2 separate regions of the Mus musculus genome follow, and region 1 is linked to region 2. The links are chromatin contacts, called in public promoter capture Hi-C maps. All regions are on one chromosome and are shown on one strand. Each heading gives the region's core, a stretch centred on a gene start, on an enhancer-like site or on the middle of the called end of the contact. The rest is flanking DNA. Distances are from core to core; before and after follow the strand shown. Region 1 holds the start of Snapc4 (small nuclear RNA activating complex, polypeptide 4). Region 2 holds the start of Ccdc187 (coiled-coil domain containing 187).

Evidence for each region. Capture Hi-C pulls out chosen DNA fragments and counts their contacts.
Region 1: a contact with region 2 is called in a promoter capture Hi-C map of pancreatic islet. The contact joins the promoter of Snapc4 here to the promoter of Ccdc187 in region 2. A contact is called at or near these places in 8 of 39 promoter capture datasets (the 3T3-L1 cell line, cancer-associated fibroblasts, cranial neural crest and 5 more), 13 of 484 Hi-C or Micro-C datasets (the C2C12 cell line, cerebral cortex, cortical neurons and 8 more), 15 of 115 datasets of contacts at active chromatin or transcription factors (CD8 T cells, the NIH/3T3 cell line, the SCID.adh cell line and 9 more) and 4 of 9 other capture datasets (adipose tissue, embryonic stem cells, liver and 1 more).

Annotation. Positions count from the first base shown.
Region 1 is chr2:26,379,193-26,382,223 of GRCm38.p6, reverse strand. Snapc4 (small nuclear RNA activating complex, polypeptide 4) reads left to right here and starts at 1,571. Exons shown (of 23, transcript NM_172339.4): 1 at 1,571-1,675.
Region 2 is chr2:26,292,925-26,296,055 of GRCm38.p6, reverse strand. Ccdc187 (coiled-coil domain containing 187) reads left to right here and starts at 1,499. Exons shown (of 10, transcript NM_177841.3): 1 at 1,499-1,815; 2 at 2,213-2,718. The coding sequence starts at 1,673. Gm35807 (a long non-coding RNA gene) reads right to left here and starts at 1,349. Exons shown (of 3, transcript XR_374168.4): 1 at 1-1,349.

The DNA.
Region 1 (3,031 bases), core at 322-2,821, 86 kb before region 2:
CTTGAGTCAGAGCTGCCATCAAGAGGAACCGTCAGCCTTTCTCCACCACTGCAAGTGAACCGGATGAGAGCTGCACAACTACACTACTCTCAATTTACGTATGAAGTGTTCCTAAAGTTGTACAAGCACCATAGAGCATGGTGGTACATGCCTTTATTCAGAGTACCAGGAACAAAGACGATCCCAGTTCTCAATCAGTCTGTTCTACATAGACTGTCTCAAGAAACAACAGTACCCCAGGGAAATTTGCCTGATAGTTCTTACCAGGCTTGCCCCACACAAGTTCCTACACCAGGAACCTACAGGTTTCCTTTAATGCCCCAGACTCCCTCTGGCCAAACCCAACTCTGGGCCAGACTTGATATGACTCTTATTTTCTTTTTTGAGACAGTGTCTATATAGTTCTGAAACTTGCTTTGTTGTATATCAGGCTGGATTTGAACTCACAGAGTTACACCTACCTCTGCTTCCTGAATGTTGGATTAAAGGGATGCACTATTACTCTTTGATTTCATGATTCTGTACCCACTCCAGTAGTGTTGCAGGTGACTTCTAGCTTGTAGTCAGTTCTCCATAAGACCAAGGCCCTTCCCAGGTCCCACAAACTGGCCAGTCGCCAGGCTTGGTTTTCACCAGCCTTGAGCCTCAAGCCACTGCCATGCTTCTCCTACTCACAGGCATTATTAGGCACTAGGAGGACCCAGCTGCCTAGGGAGAGTAGAATTAAGGAAGCTGTTAAGAATTAATAATGGAGAGAAAGTACCCAAGGAGCTAAAGGGATCTGCAACCCTATAGGTGGAACAACATTATGAACTAACCAGTACCCCGGAGCTCTTGACTCTAGCTGCATATGTATCAAAAGATGGCCTAGTCGGCCATCACTGGAAAGAGAGGCCCATTGGACTTGCAAACTTTATATGCCCCAGTACAGGGGAACGCCAGGGCCAAAAAGGGGGAGTGGGTGGGTAGGGGAGTGGGGGGGAGTGTATTGGGGACTTTTTGGATAGTATTGGAAATGTAAATGAGGAAAATACCTAATTAAAAAAAAAAAGAATTAATAATGGGCCGGGCATGGTGGCTCACGCCTTTAATCCCAGCACTGGAGAGGCAGAGGCAGGCAGATCTCTGAGTTCAAGGCCAGCCTGGTCTACAAAGTGAGTTCCAGGACAGCCTGGGCTATACAGAGAAACCCTGTCTCGAAAAAACAAACAAACAAAAAATTAATAATGGATAATTATTGGTATTTTGTTTCATAAGAGTGAGACCGACCCCCCCCTCCCCGCCCTCCCGCCCCCCCCCCCCCACTACTTAGCCAGCAGCTCTGTGATGTGTTGGCCAGGCAGAATAATCCTTAGTGAATGAATGTCCATTTCTGGCGGTCCCAGGTTGTGGGCTCCGAGGACGACACACACGGGAAAGTACTTAACGACACACTGATCATTCATCCAAACCCAGAACACCAGGAGCTAAGTACACAGCCCAGGGAACCTGGAGAAAGATGAACGCCTCGCTAGGGCCCCGCCCCCCAGCACACCTCCTAGCATGCCCTGCGCCGCAGCCTGGGTGGGACTTCCGGTGCAAGCCTACTGACTTCCGCGACTGCTAGAAGCATGATCTGCGTGTGGTCGCCCGGGCGATGATGCCAGCTGTGAAGTTTGGAAGGGATGCCTAGAAGGTGAGGATTGGCGGGCGGCAGGTAGCAGGCGTTGTGTCCAGGAGGGGCAGGGCAGCCAGCACGGGGAAACCGAGGCGTGGCGTGGCCGCGACATTGCTGGAGTGGAGAGCCCGCGTCCGGAGCCCAGCCGAGGTCCCCTAGCTGGTGAGATGCAGGACCGGATTTGCTCCGTGCTGTGCTCCGAACCGCTGCTCTAACCGGTTGCATGCGCTGCAGCACCACCGGCCACCCCTGGCTTATCGAATCCAGCCACTAAGGGTGCATTGGACCCCAACTGCCTTGCCCGGTTAGGCCTTAGAAGGGACAGGCAGCAAAGTGTCTCTGATGTCATTAAAGGCGGACCGTGGCTCCCAGCTCAGGACTTGAAAACGTGACTTTTTCTTCCTTTATGTGGGCGATGCTGTGGGAGGAGATGGAATTGCTGCTGCCTCAAAACACGTTACTCTTTCGTTGGTGGCCAAGCATCCAGTGGCAATGATTATTGCTACATCTGTAGATCCCGCTGTTTCTAGCCAAGTTGGTTGACAAACGTTCCCTGTATAAGTAATTGGAATGTCGTTGAAGGGGATTTTGTTTTGTTTTGTTGTAGTCAGTTAAGACTGCTGTCAACAACTTAGTAGGAAGAAATCAAACAGGATGTTTTTCTTCATTTCTGGCTCTGGGTGTGAAAATGTGTTTGATAATTTTGTTTGAAACAGTATCTCACTAATGGTTTGAAATGCAGAGATCCACTTAGTTATGCCCCCCAAGTGCTGGGATTTAAATTATGTGCCATCACACTCAGCTCTTTGTTTCTTTATTTTGGTTTTTGGTTTTTTGGGTTTTTTTTTTTTTTTTTTTTTTTGGGCGGGGGGGGGGGGGGTGGATTTTCCGAGACAGGGTTTCTCTGTATAGCCCTGGTTGTCCTGGAACTCACTTTGCAGACCAGGCGGGCCTCGAACTCAGAAATCCGCCTGCCTCTGCCTCCCAAGTGCTGGGATTAAAGGCCTTTGCCACCACGCCCGGCTCTTTATTTTGTTTTTGAAGACAGTTTCTTTTAGAGCTCTGGCTGACCTGGAACTCACTCTGTAGACCAAGCTGGCCTCAAACTCAGAGATCCCCCTGCCTCTGCCTCCTGATTCCTGGGATTAAAGACGTGTGTCACTATACCCGACTTCTACACCCAGCTTTTTACAGTTATTATACTTGTTTATTTCCTTGTGTGTAGGTAGATGTGCCATAGTGGGGGAGGTCTGAGGGAAAGCTGGAGTAGGGTCTCTTCACCATTGATTACTGGTCCTGAATTCAGGTCCTTAGGCCTGGTAGCAAGTGCCTTTGTATGGTGTGCCATCTCACCCACCTGAGCTTGTGTTTTCT
Region 2 (3,131 bases), core at 250-2,749:
TTGAAGGAAACCATTTCACAATAAAGGTCCAAACCCTGAGAGTTTGGATAGCCCTGGCACCGCAGGGGTGACCCCTATCTTGCAGGCAGCAGGTGGGAGACAGGCTAGCAAAGGCCACCAAGGATGTTCCCAGGAGGATCTATGGAACAGAGAATTCTGAAGCAGAGCTCTCTTAAGACCCTAGAGTTGGGTGATCCAGCTTCCTCATGTCTTGACTTGGGCTAGAATGCAGCAGTCTGGTATAAGCCTAGCTGACTGTCTTGTCCTAGGAGGTACATGCCATCCCTTGGAGCACGGGGATCTAGGCCTTTGTGTTTTCTAGACAACAAACTATACTTGATGCTGTCCTAAAGTTCACTTACAGAGACCACTGGTGCCATTAGGGAACATATGAGTGGGATCTGCTCCAGGGCCATGGGAGTAGATGAGGCCCAGCAGGGCTGATCTAGGCTAGGGCAGTCAACTATTGCCAATAGGAACACACGCATAAGTTCACCTGGGCCCCTAGGTGGCAGAGCTCACCTCCCACATCCTCCTGCCTCAGCAAAGTCAGATCCCCGTCATGGGCATGCTGCCCATTTCCCTAAGGTTAGCTCTGCAGACCTGCCCCAGGGACAGTCAATTGGAAGGCCTCCTCTCCCTCAGTCTTGGGGAAAGTGGTAGATAGAAAAGTTGGCACCAGATGTGCCCAGGATACTGGAACTTGACTCTGGACCCTACCTATTCGGTACTAGAATGTTCTGGCTATGAGGGAGAGCCTAGGAGTTGGTGGCATGAAAGTAGTCTCCTCTCACACTCAGGAGGTCTGTCCTTGGGTTATTGTCTCCAGGGATTCATGTCCCTTCCCTAGATCAGACCCTTTAGAAACAGTCTCAAGAATGAAGGCTAGCTAGCTCAGTGGTAAGAGCTAACATATATAACATATACAAGCCCTGCAAACCATCTCTAGTGCCATTAAGGAAAAGAAAAATCAAGTCTTGGGTTTTCATCATGCTGCCTAGTCTTCTGTTCTTTGGAAATGCTTCGGAAGAAAAGCTTCAAGCTAAGCAGGGTTCTGTTCACACCTTCGCTTCCCAGCCAACAGGGGAGAGGCAAGACAGCAGAGGGTTTATGGGGTGTTCACAGTCCTCAGGGTGGGGTGTGGTCTCTCCTGTCCAAGGTTAGCCTTAGACTGGGATTAGAGCTGGGATTTGAGTCTTTTGTCCTTGGAACTGTGCTGACCACAGGGCTTACTGACCAGAATCCCAATCTTCCCATCATATCGACTTCCAGAAGTCTCTGTTGGGTGTGTGCTCCCTAGAGTGTCAGGGGCAGCTGTCTGCTAGCTAGAGCCATGAGTAGGAGTTGAAGCCACAGGCTAACACTCAGTGACACGGGGTTATTATGCTGTCATGGGCCACCTGGAATTCTCTCCCACCCCATGACAAACAGCTCACCAGGAAATCCCACAGCCATTGTCTACCCAAGGCTAGTTAACTCATTGTCCCTACCCTCCTTCAATGACTGTCCTGAGCATCAGGGGACCCACACTGGACAATACCCAGAACAAAGCAGTGTCCAGTCCCTGATGGGTGCTGTGTGGTAGGCCTACAGACTACCATGTGATTATCCTGTTAGACCCAGGGTCCCAGGTGGTGTGGCTTGCCATCTGTACTCTCCTATCTCAGATGCAATGACAACTCCGCTCATGGGTGTGATGCCCACCTCCTTAAGGGCAACCCTGCAGAACTGTTCCAGGGGCAACCAGCAAGAAGGCCTCTTCTCCCCCAAGGCCATGGGGAGAATGGCTGGTCAGAAGGACAGCACCAAGCCCAGGTAGTGTTTGTGTGGACAGGACAAGAGCACCAGCAATGCTAGTAGTCTTGTGGTTACCTTTCCTCAGGGGCAGCTTGTTCATGGGAGGTAGGAGGATACAGAGGTGGAGTGTGTGGGTCCCTGGCCAAAACTTGCTTGTACCTTTGATTTTGACATGGCTACTCTAGCCTCAGTTTTCTCGTGCATAAATTAAACTGATCATGGTACCTACCTTAAAAGGTTGTGGTTAGTGTCTGAGGGAGAATGTCAGGAGATGTCCATGTGGTGGAGGAATTTTCTGGTTCCTCTTGTCTTAGGCTGTGAGGTAGAAACAGGGAGAAAGGGGTGTTGGGGATTATAGGACACCATTCATATGAGATACTGAGCTCTGACAGGCTGTGTTGTCCCTCTCTCCAAGGGATGAAGTGTTCCATCCACATGCAGCCAAGGACAGCCTTCTGGCCACAACACTGAGGTGGCCTGTTCTCTCCCAGCAGTTGAGTCCACCTCAAACAGTTCCCTATGTGGCCTGGTCTGGCAATATCAAGGATCCAAGCCCCTACATGAAGGGCTGCAGCCTGCCCATGTGGTCTCCATGCTTGGACACTAAGGACGTGGACAGCTCGGTGTCATCCGGCAGAATGTCTGGCTCCTCAGGGGGGCATGAATCATGCACACTTTCTCATGGGCCCTGGAAGGAAAGGCCACCCCTGATACTGGGACCCCAGCGCCAGCCCAGGAAGAGTGACCCTCGTCTGGAGCAGTTGAGGGACAAGATCCGAGCCCAGGCACAGTGGCAGGCTAGCTGTGCCTCCCTGGGCACCTCTGCCCCCTCTAGTGCCTCGTGCCTCTACAAAACCTCGACGATGCTATGGCGGAAGACCCCCAAGGTGACAAATGCGCTTCCAGTGCCTGCTTTCCCAGGTCAGTGGCCGATATGCCCAGCTGGTGTGGCCATAGTTAAGGGAAAAGTGGAGGGCAAGTCGTAAGGTTATGTGCATAAGGTCCCCAAAGGGCTTGAGGATCGGGAGAACAGTGTAGCTTGGGGTGGGGCTTCTGAGCTGAATTTAGGGTGAAGATGCTTTATCACTTTATCGTGGTGTCAAATGATACCGTGAGATGAGAGGGATGGAGCCTTGGAAGACAGAGACCCAGAGAGCCTGTGGAGTCGTAAAAGGGACAAACTTTTTGTTTGTCCCTGAAGCCTTAGTGGCCATTTAAGCATGCCTGGACACTGTCAGGTGTAGAGAGTACGGCCAGTGTGGGATTTAGAAGGCCTGCCTGCCATCCACAAGCAAGATAGGCTGTATTTTCTGGAGTGGGGAAGGTGGATGTCA